Regions from separate parts of the Zea mays genome. Here region 1 is linked to region 2. Evidence: chromatin contacts called from public Hi-C data. All regions are on one chromosome and are shown on one strand. Each heading gives the region's core, a stretch centred on a gene start, on an enhancer-like site or on the middle of the called end of the contact. The rest is flanking DNA. Distances are from core to core; before and after follow the strand shown.

What was found. Hi-C and Micro-C count contacts between places; a contact is called where the count stands out from the background.
Region 1: a Hi-C map of tassel shows a contact between it and region 2, with 2.5 times the contacts expected there. The contact joins the promoter of LOC100281127 here to the promoter of LOC100284659 in region 2. A contact is called at or near these places in 6 of 25 Hi-C or Micro-C datasets (ear, leaf and tassel).

Annotation. Positions count from the first base shown.
Region 1 is chr1:271,763,034-271,768,477 of Zm-B73-REFERENCE-NAM-5.0, forward strand. It overlaps LOC100281127, which reads left to right and starts at 3,445. Exons shown (of 6, transcript NM_001154046.1): 1 at 3,445-4,043; 2 at 4,146-4,259; 3 at 5,270-5,368. The coding sequence starts at 3,552. It overlaps LOC100283244 (30S ribosomal protein S13, chloroplastic-like), which reads left to right and starts at 1,303. Exons shown (of 3, transcript NM_001156146.2): 1 at 1,303-1,515; 2 at 2,110-2,349; 3 at 2,630-3,045. The coding sequence starts at 1,420. The coding sequence ends at 2,806.
Region 2 is chr1:271,457,412-271,463,007 of Zm-B73-REFERENCE-NAM-5.0, forward strand. It overlaps LOC100284659, which reads right to left and starts at 2,494. Exons shown (of 11, transcript NM_001157554.2): 1 at 2,106-2,494; 2 at 1,692-1,750. The coding sequence starts at 2,373. It overlaps LOC100501217 (putative LRR receptor-like serine/threonine-protein kinase), which reads right to left. Exons shown (of 12, transcript NM_001195998.1): 10 at 5,071-5,412; 11 at 3,942-4,336; 12 at 3,336-3,776. The coding sequence ends at 3,462.

The DNA.
Region 1 (5,444 bases), core at 2,195-4,694, 310 kb after region 2:
CTGAGGGCTGAGGGCCGCGAGGTTGTGAGGAGGGAGGGAGGGAGGGGTGATAGATGATCTAGATAATATTGTCCATTGGATTTGAGTAAGGGAGAGTAGAGATGGCAATGGGTAAATACCCACCGGGTATTACTACCCCATACCCATACTCACGACACAAAAATAACTCCATCGGGTCACCCATATACACTGGCGGGTATGGATTTACCCTCATACCCTTACTCATGTGGGTATGGGTCACCCATCGGGTCACCCGTACCCACAAAAGCTAAACATCTATCAAAATATTATATGATAAAAATGTCAAGTATATCCATCTAAATACCATTACAAAATTTCTAGTATCATTTAACCATCCATTCAACACACCAAAGATAATTGGATAAAGTAGTAACACTAGGATAATACTACATAGCACATTACATGGTCATTAAATTGTCGTTAAGCCTTCTATGACATTATGGCCTAAAAGGTTGTTAAATAGTAAAAAAGATGGATGACTAAAGTCAAAGTTCATACTTGGGCTAAGTTTATATTGGGTATTTTATACCCACGGGTTAACGGGTATGGGTGAAGGCGGAACGTTCTAATACCCGTTTACCCATTGGGTGAAGATTTTTGCCCAATAACAGACCCACGGGTAGAATATTTAGCCACATACATACCCTAATGGAGTAAATACCCATCGGGTATCGGGTCGCGGGTACCCATTGCCATCTCTAAGGGAGAGAGAGTTATCCAGCAATATGAACTATGGATTTTGATGGTGTGTTAAGTCTAGATATAATTTGTTTGGAATATTTAGGGCTAGTTTGGAAACTTAAATCACCTCTGAGGTTCTTAGGGATTGAGGGGAATCCTCGGGAATCAAGGAGAAGATTTAAGTTTCTAAACTAGCCCTTAGGGCTAGTCAATAGAGGTTATGTACTTATGTGTGTATATGATTTGCCTGGTGGGTTTTGTAAATTTTAAACTGATGCATTATATATATACTCATCTTAAATAATATTCCCTCTGTACCAAAATAAAATTCGTTGTAGACTAATGCTGGATTCATCAAAGATCTGAAGGGTTTACTTTATATATGTGTTGTTTTAGTTCTCAGTGTTTATGTCTATATTTAAATGAATAAAGATAAATCTAGACACTTTTAAAATACATACATTAAATATTGTATGAATATAAGATAAATTTTAATTTAGAAGAGAGGAAATACTATTTTAGAACGAACGAGTAGAAAAAAGTTATATTTTCTATTGGGCCAACGAGTCCAAAACACACATAGGGAAAGGCCACTAGGTCATCGAAGGTTGCCTACGCATACGCAACCTTATCATCATCCGCCCTTGGGTTTTCTATCCGATAGACCGGGGACGCACAGGCCTCTCGCCCTCCGCGCGGCTCCACAGGAGAGCAAAAATGGCGACCCTCTCCATGGTCTCCGTCCCCATCGCACCCTCCTCCTTGTCCCTTTCCACCCGGGGCCGCAGCTCCTCCGCATCCTTCCCCGCTAAGGTTAGTGCCGCCTTCTGCTATACCCCTATACCCCCCTGCGTCCAGGGAGCTTGTCTGATTGGGGTGTCTTGTTTTTCTAACCCTGTACGGCCTTGTTGGAATGGGGTGTAAATTAGTTTTTTAGTTTCACTCTAATCTATATCAATACATATTGATTGTGCTGAATACGAGAGTATCCAAAAACAAGGCCTACTTGGGATGGTCGTGTCAGGAGCGTTGGAAGGATGGTCTTCTGTGAACTGCTAATTTTCAATACATTGGTAGGAAATGGCGCGTGTTGGTTCATGCATATGAATTTTCTAGCGCATTGTCAGTAATGCTAGTGTTTCATGGTACAGCAGTATGACTGATTCTAGTAGCAAAGAAAAGGATGTTTCTTTAGACTTTTGATGTGGATCTGAAATTCTGAACCTGATTATAGGAGCTGTTGTTTATTATCGCTGTTGCATTGTGCGCACAGCCTGAATACGACACAAACATGAACTTCGATACATCATTAATTTATCCCCATCTGAATGACCCTTCATACCCAGGCTCATGTTGGTGGTTTATTTTGCGGTTTTTGATTGTGCTGTATGTTGGGTGGCCTGACAGAAGGGAGGAATCGGTCACGGTGGCTTGCGGATCGAGTGCATCCGTATTGGTGGTGTTGAGATTCCAAACCACAAGAGGGTGGAGTACTCGCTGCAGTACATACATGGCATTGGACGCTCACGCTCACGCCAGATCCTCCTGGACCTCAATTTCGATAACAAGATCACCAAGGACCTCTCCGAGGAGGAGGTCATCACCCTCCGTAAGGAGGTTGGCAAGTACATGATTGAGGGAGACCTTGTAACGTCCCTGATCCCTTTGTCGATTATTCGCTGCAGTTATTTGATTCAGTAGTTCATGATGATTAACGACTTGTATGGTTACCATAGTTACTTAGTTAACATATCAATGATTCCTTGAAAGCTTTGAAGTTCATTCTGCAGGTCTGCGTATTTAATTTCACTTCCTTAGTCATAGATGATTCCTGACTGTCCTAACTGTTTAGTTTTATATCGATGTTGGACTCCAAGGGAGTGAAAACGCTGAGAGCTGGCACACTGCTGTTTGGTATGCTTTACAGAAACGTTTCAACCGTGTGGCGATTGAGAGGCTGAAGGAGATTAGGTGCTACAAGGGCATCCGGCACAAGCTTGGACTCCCAGTTCGTGGCCAGAGGACAAAGAACAACTGCCGGACACTTAAGGGAAAGAGGGCTTCAGTTGCCAAGAAGAAGTCACCCGCCTCCCAGGATGAATAAATCGTATTGCCATGTATTGAAGTTCTCTCTCTCTCTCTCTCTCTCTCTCTCTCTCTCTCTCTGTGTGTGTGTGTGTGTGTGTGTGTGTGTGTAGCGCTACTACTGCTGGGTGTTTTGTTTCGAGCTTTTATGCTGCCATTGACAAATCATGGGGTAGCCATCAGCTGCTGCAGATTTTGTAGCAATGACATACTAGCTCATATGGGTCGGTTCTATAAATGAAGATCAAATTCTTGTTTACATCCATTTGTATTCCTCTGTCCCAACCTATGCTCGATGCAAGGAGTCCAGACTGCTCCTGACGAATTACTATTTACCAGATCCAGTGTTCTGGGGATTATTCACCTGCCACTGGTATACCTGTTTTCATCCCTGCACGAGATGATCATGTGGCGAAGAGTTATGATTCGAGATCTCTCCCCTTAACAAATGTAGTTGAAAAAACAAGTTTTGGCTACCCGTCGATGGTTATGTTTTTTTTCTTGATAAGGACGATGGTTAAATTGTGTTTGGTTTCAAATAAAGATGATTTGAATCACTTGATTGAAGCCATTAAGGTTTCCTGGCATTCATCAGCCCCCAACTTGCAGAGCACGGATGACGGATGACTGTGAATTTGTGATCCCGTGGTGTGCTATTTGCCGAAGCTTGCACCGGTGCACGGACACCACCACCTGCTCCCCCATCCGGCGGCACCCGGGCCGCCGCGCCCGCGCGCTCTATCCACCACTCAAATAAACGCGATATGCTCTGCCTTGCTGGCCTGCTATTGAAAATCACACGACTTCCACCGCAATCGCACGCAAAAATCCCGCTCGAGCTTCCACCGTCTCCCTCCGCTTCCCCGTGCGGCGGTGCCGGGTCGCGCCGTGCCATGGCGCCCGCCTTCTCGGTCTCGTGCGCGCCCGGATCCTCGCGCCCGCTGGCCGCCAGCCCCGGCCCCAGCGTCGTCGTCGTCGCCTCCTCCCAACTTCCCGCGTCGTCGCGGAGCAGCGAACGCAGGAGAGCACCAGGCCTCGCGCTCGCCGCGGCCCCGGGTGTCGGCGGTAGGGATGGCGGTGGCAGGTGGAGAGCAGGCATCTCGTCCTTCCCCTTCCTGCCGCCGTTCTTCACAGGGAACAAGGGGGAGAAGGACGCTGAGAAGGCGATGAGGCTCAAGGAGGAGCTCCTCGACGCCATTGCACCGCTGGACCGTGGCGCCGAGGCCACGCCCGAGGACAAGGAGCGCGTCGAGCAGGTGAGGACGAAGAAACTAGTAGCTACGAGGGACGCACCGTGCATTTGGTAATTGGTTGATGGCAGAGACTCACGTGTATTTTTTTTTCTTTTTTTGCTTCAGATTGTTCAGCAACTGGAGGCGGTGAACCAGGTGAAGGAGCCGCTCAAGTCCGATCTCCTAAACGGCAAATGGGAGCTTCTCTATACCACCTCCACAAGTATACTGCAGCCACAGGTTCATTTCCTTTTTGCCTCACCAATGTACAGGTTCTGAAGTTCTGAAAAGTAAGTTCTTTTTTTTATAGGTTCTAAGAGCATCTCTAACAATGTTACCATGTAAAAATGTCCTAAAAATTTAAAATAAATATATTTATAGAATTTAGGGCATCAACAAAAAAAATCAAGCTCCAACGGTAAAGCTCCAAATCAAGTGATTAGCATAAATATGTTAATCTACTATGTTCGTTTGGAATGGAAATGAAAGTTTTATAAAGTGTCCATTCGTTTAGATCTAGACATGAGACATCACAATAACATACAATATATTTGTGGCACTTCAGGAGGTGACCTATATTTTTTGACATTTTTTTATAAAATAAGGTATTATTGGAGCAGTTTTTTTTAAGCTTGATCTCTATTGTTTAATTTAGGACGAAAGAGCCTCTAACAGAGTTAGTTAGGTGGCCTGAGTAACACTCCTCAGGTTCTGGGATCGACTCCCCATAGAAGCGAATTTTAGGTTGTGGTTAAACAAATCCCATCGTCTGTCCCACGCCAAAGCACGGGTGTAAGGCTCGGTCCCGGTCGCGGTCGTTTCTCACATGAGCTACGGTGTCGCTGCGAATGGGTGGGGCAGAGGTTCGGGGATTTTCTCGATCTGAGTGAGAAGGTCTTTTTAATATAATATCCGGGGTTGTCTTATCCCCGCAGATCGAGTTTTTATAGTCTAATTTAGGGCACCGGGATAAGTGGAGATGCTTTAATAAGCTTAAAGGTGAATACATGCATCAGCACTGTAGAAATTCTTAAGATTGTGTGCTTTATTGTTTGATAGTGGTAAATTGGCAACAAGTGATAATCTTCACGTATGTAGAATTTATGCAATTTGAATTTAAATTCGAGGAAGAAAAGGACTTTCGGTTCATAGTTTATATTTTTTTCGGCCTTCCTGGCATGCTGCTGAAGTAGAAAATAGTTATAGTTCTTTTTACAGGAATGACAAATTCTACTCACTTTCTACTGCAGAGGCCAAAGTATCTGAGGCCGTTTGGGAAGATTTACCAATCAATCAACGCCGACAATTTGAGAGCCCAAAACATGGAAACTTGGCCCTACTTTAATCAGGTAATTTTTGCTAGAACTTGTTGCGGTGTACTTTTGGCTTTTCTCTCTCTTTAGCATTCTTCAATCCCTTTCTATG
Region 2 (5,596 bases), core at 1,244-3,743:
GTACGACGATGAACCCATGGTGTACGCATAGTCCATTTGCCTATTCAGGCTGGGGGCACCTCCATTCTATTCCTTTTGATCCATTGATCAAATGATCATGGTCGAGAAAGATGCAATCCAAAACGGCCTTTATGCATTGGGGCTTGATTGAATGATCACCATATTGGATTGAAAAGCCGGTGACTTACATTAGGCTTTATTTATATGCTTTTGGTTCGTCAACCTCCACCAAAAGGCAGGGGGCATATGTTGAGTACATAAAACGACCGCGCGGACGGTCAACGTGCGCAGAGTCAGTTAGGGTTCCGAGTTTCTCGCGGGATTTGTTAGCTAAAACCGCGGGATTAGCTCGGGAAACAACTTGTAGCGGATCCAGACCTCCCCCTTTATATAGATGAAGGACTACGGCCGATTAAACCCCCAACAATCGATCAAATCAAGTCTATTTCTCGTTTTACTTATGCATTAGGAGTAGTTCTAGTTTAGCTCTAGATTAGCCTTTCCCTACCCCAAATTCTTCGCTTCTCTTCGGCTCTACGTCGATTAGAGGTGTCTAGGGTGGCCTGCCGACCCTAGACGAAGCCTAGGATCTCTCCTCCCCGACGGGTCCCTCCCGGGAGCGAGATTCAGGCGCCGTCGGCGAACTCCGCCGCCCCTGCGCACGCGTGGACCGTCCGGCCTCCAGGATATGATTGCCGACGGGAAGGAATCCGAGCCCTGCGCCAGGTCGCGGACCGTCCGACCCTTTGCCGCGGACCGTCCGCGCCTGTGCAGAGAGCACCGCCGTAGGTTCTCAACGCAGTGATTGGTTCCCGAATCGGCGCCAACACATTGCATTGGGGCTTTGGGAGATCATTGCAGCAGAGCAGGCAGGGTTGTCGTGTGCTTCCTTTGGACTGGAGGGTCATGGGTTCATGTAGCAGATAAACTGTTGAGGCCATATGGGTAGGGTTCCTGTAGACTGTAGTAGTAGTAGTGCTTTCAGGTAGGCAAGCAATGTTGGTGGTAAGCATGAATAATTAGTCCAACCATAGAAAAGGATCTTGACAGTTTTTTTTTACTCTTTTTTTTAGTAAAGAGTTGTTGCCAATATGCCATAGGCTGATAGGCCTGTGCTCACGCTGATTATTGTACTCATATACATTATATATAGAGTGACAACTTCCGATTGGTTGGAGTACTAAACTATGTAAAGAGACTAGCTACATGCATGAATCTCAAAAGAAACTAGCTACATGCATGAATCTAAAAACAATTGGGCATAAATAGACTTGCTGGCATACTGGTAGGGAGTAGGGAGATTAATCTGGCTACCTCAGAACATGATCACACATGATATCCAGAAAAAAAAAAATCTGCATATATGTCTGTCCACCAGCATAAATAAAAGTTTCTTTCTTGAACAAAGGGCACTACTAGCTGCATATAGTTACAAGCCTAGCTTATGCCGAATCAACTTTTAGCTTTGCTCAGAGGCCAACAATACCGTTAGATTGCTTGTTCCCAGATTTGAGGTCACTTGGGATACACTTTTGTTTTTCCACATTTGTTCATGTGGGAATAAAAGTGATTGCTAGTACATAAATGGAAGCATCCTCATGGCCAACTATCATGGTCTGAACCATCAATCAACTGAAAGATTAACCAATAAATTTAAAACAGAGGTGGGGTATTATTTGATTGCGACGCACCTTGTAGCGATGATATTCATCTGTTGTAACATCTGCGTTGGCGTCTTCAGCAATCTTTCCTGTTCATTACAAACGCACGTTAGGCGCGTCACCATCCATGAATTATTTTATAAGCTAAGCACAAGTCAGCGAGCGGATTCCATTTCCCATCACTCGACTTGAGATCTGAGCTCAAGTCTCAGCTCCTCTTGCATCCTCACTGCTCCCTGAGCGAAACGGTAATGCCCATATATATCTGACCTCGCCACCTCGGTAGCTAACTTTCTAGTCATGCGAAGTCATCGACTAGTGTGCGTTGCAAATATCAGGAGATGGTTACTTGGGAGTTGGGAATCACTGTGCTAAGCAGTCAAAGAAGGATCTGCCTCACTGCTAGTAAGTAGTAACAGTAGCTGCGACGGCGACGTGTGTTACCGGGGGTGTGGACGAAGGGATCCCAGATGCAGGGCCCGCGGCCGCCGGACGTCGCCGCGCCCTCGACCTGGTACGCGGACGTCGCCGTCCCGAAGACGAACCCCTTCGGGAACGCGTCCCGGCTCAGCCCTCCCGTGTCCGCCCCCGCGGCACGGACGCGAAGCCCACGGCTGCCAAGCGGCGCGACGGCCAGGGCGAGCAGCAGCAGCAGCTGGATGCAGCGGCGGCGATGCGTTGCCGGCGGAGCCGCAGGCCCCGAGGCGCCCATCCCGGCGGGCTAGATCAGCGCGGCAGTTTCTTCAGCTCAAGCGCGTGCGCCTCCTTCACACTCAACAGGGCAACAGGTCAATCTGGTCGGCGTCGGGTCATCTCACAGTCATATGTGCCGTGGGCAGTCGGACACGTGACCGGGAACTTGTTTTTGCCACCGGCCTAGCGGGTGGCGGGCTTGGCGCGCTGCTGATGATTGCAGCGGAGGCGTCAGGCGTGCCGCGGGCAGGTGCGATCTGGCCTGGTTGGCCGTGGGGCGGTGGTGGGCGTCGGCGTGGACCCGACACCAGCGTGGCAGTCGCGCACTTCGCGGCCCGCGGTTCACGGCTATGTCCTCGTGTAATGCACGGTAGCGTTGTTCTTTGCTGTGAGAACGTACGGCGGTGGATCTGTGCTGCTGCGCACACGGCGGTAAATTGTAATGTATCATGATCTAAATATATTTTATAATAAATTAGGACTCTTAAATATTTTAAATTTAAAATAAATAGAAATAGAGTTCGACTCTAGTTTAATTCCATCCTCAAATTTTATATTGAGCTCGTTACAATCCCTAGCAGTAGCTGGTAAACGACGCGACGAACTAAAAGAGGTGTTCGGTTCCTGAACATAAAGTTAGTCTATGTCACGTTAAATATTTGAATATTAATTAAGTGTATTAAATATAGAACTAATTAGTTTAATAAATTTATCTCGCTTTTAGTTTTATCTATGTAGTTAGTCACGTAGTTACTTCATCCCACAATAGAGTTCGTTTATCACTTACTTTTTATGTCGACAATAGAGTTCGTTAAATATTTGTCAAGCCAATTCTTGCAGCTTGCATGTGATGTGGTTTCAACCGGTCCCCACCCCCCTATATAGAGCTTTACAGGATGGGAGCCGGACAACCGGTAAACACCTGAACCCGTTTAAATCATCCTTCCTTATACACACAAATAATAAAATACAGGCACGTATCAACACTAAGTGAGTGTCACAGATTATATTTTGCTAACAAGCTTCGCAACAATGCCTTACATATACAGTTACATGTCGGCACTGCGACGTCGACGACGACAAGCTCCGTGTGACGACCCGACGTCGTCACCTGCCGGCGGACAGTTCGATCGCGTCCTGGTTGTAGATGGAGTCCTCGCCCCAGTCGAAGCGCTGCTGCATCCGCTCGTAGTCCTGCCTCCTCGTCACCTCCACCTGCTGCCACTCCTCCCACCTCTCGGCGAGGCCCTCGCCCTCCAGCATCCGGACCACCTCGGACATGGACGGGCGGTCCTCGGGCGACGCCTGCGTGCAGAGCAGCGCGATCTGGATCATCATCTCCACCTCCTGCCCGTTGTAACAGCTGTTCAAGTTGCGGTCAACGATGGCGTCGAGATGCCCTTCCCTCTGCAGCTTCTTGACCTGCAGATTTGCAGCAGGATCATCAGTGTATTGCCAAGAGAAATCTCATGCGATGTGTATATACTTGCATCGAAACACTAGAAGCTCCCCAACGTACACAGGACCGGCCGGTTCAGGCAACAGCTACGAGAGATCAAACTGTAGAAGCAAAAGGAACCTGCTTACATGGTCAAGTAACAACACGTCATCTTCTTCCTCCAGACGTGAAAAGTCGATGGCACGCTGACCAGTGACTAGCTCAAGAAGCATTATGCCATAGCCAAAAACATCGGTTCTCTCGGAGGACTTCCCAGTGGACAGGTATTCGGGGGCGATGTGACCCATGGTTCCACGGACCTGGGTAGTCACGGACGTCTTCTGCACGTCCACCAGCTTGGCCAGGCCGAAATCCCCAACCACCGGTTCAAAACCTTCATCAAGCAAGACATTGGCAGCCTTGACGTCACGATGTATAATCTTAGGATTGCAGTGCTCGTGCAAATACTCCAGTCCACGAGCTGTGCCTATAGCCACTCGCTTCCTTGCGGACCAGTCTAATATTGGCTCCCCAGGTTTAAATTCTGAACCGTTTGACATGATGAGCACGTATTAGATGACGTATTGCAACAAAACCATCAGTATGAAAGGGAAATTGTATAGAACTGGCGAAAGATATGTTTGTTAAAAGTAAAAGGTGGCATAGTTTTCCACTCACTGGATGCATATACAGTGAAATTTAAATTAATGCAACTAGCTATCCATACATGGTAACGAGGTGTAGCTATGATGTAATGTACTAGAAATAGTACATTATGACCTATTCAATCAGCAAAAATGGAACACTTCTGATACCGAAGAGATTCCTACTGAAAAAACACACTTTACTATCCTCAACAACAAAAAAACAAATATCTGCAAAGTGCTAACCCACCCTGTAGGTTAACTGGATGACAAATCTCAAGCATTACTAGGTGACATAAATTGCTGTACCTACTCTGTAGACCAGATCTCACCTATCTGGTAAATTTATATCATTTTTAACACTGTATTACAAACCAGTCGTCCAGAATTACATCTTACATATATTTTTTTTCAAAAAAAAAGAATTACATCTTACATAGAGCATATGAAACATGTACTTCAGCAAAGAGTTACCTAAAGGGGCAACGGAACTCACTATGCTAGGTTGTAAAGACATGAGTTGCATAATCTATAAGCCCACTCATGGTCTAAGTAACTTCAGAGAGTAGTAACAGTACAGAACTAAATTCAATGAAACAAGTGATTAGGTAGTTAAGACTTAAAAAGAGAGTACCTCGTAGACGGTAGGCCACACTAAGATTTTGCATGAAAGGATAAACAAGTAGGCGCTCTGTTTGTGTTGTACAGAAACCAATCAATCTTAAAAGATTCCGGTGAACTGCAACACTAATTAGCTCAACCTCACGCAAGAAAGCAGCCTCTCCACCTGGACTTTCGTAATCAGTTAACCGTTTTACAGCAATCTTAGTGCCATCTGGAAGTGCTCCTTTATATACTTTCCCAAAACCCCCTTGTCCAAGAACATTTTTCTCACTGAAATTATCAGTTGCAAGTTGCAATTCTCGCCATGCAAATCTTTTCAACTGGCCAAATGCAATTCTACGATCATCCTCACCTGCAGGGGAGCATAAATTATCAGATCAGTTAGTTCAATGCAAAACTTTTGAAATGCATAATTTGTAAGATTGGCACAGTATCATCACCAGTGTTAAACTGGTACAGTAAGCAGAATATGTCACTCCAAAGTACACTGGCATACATATGCCAGTTCTGGAAACAATGGGTTTAATCAATCATTA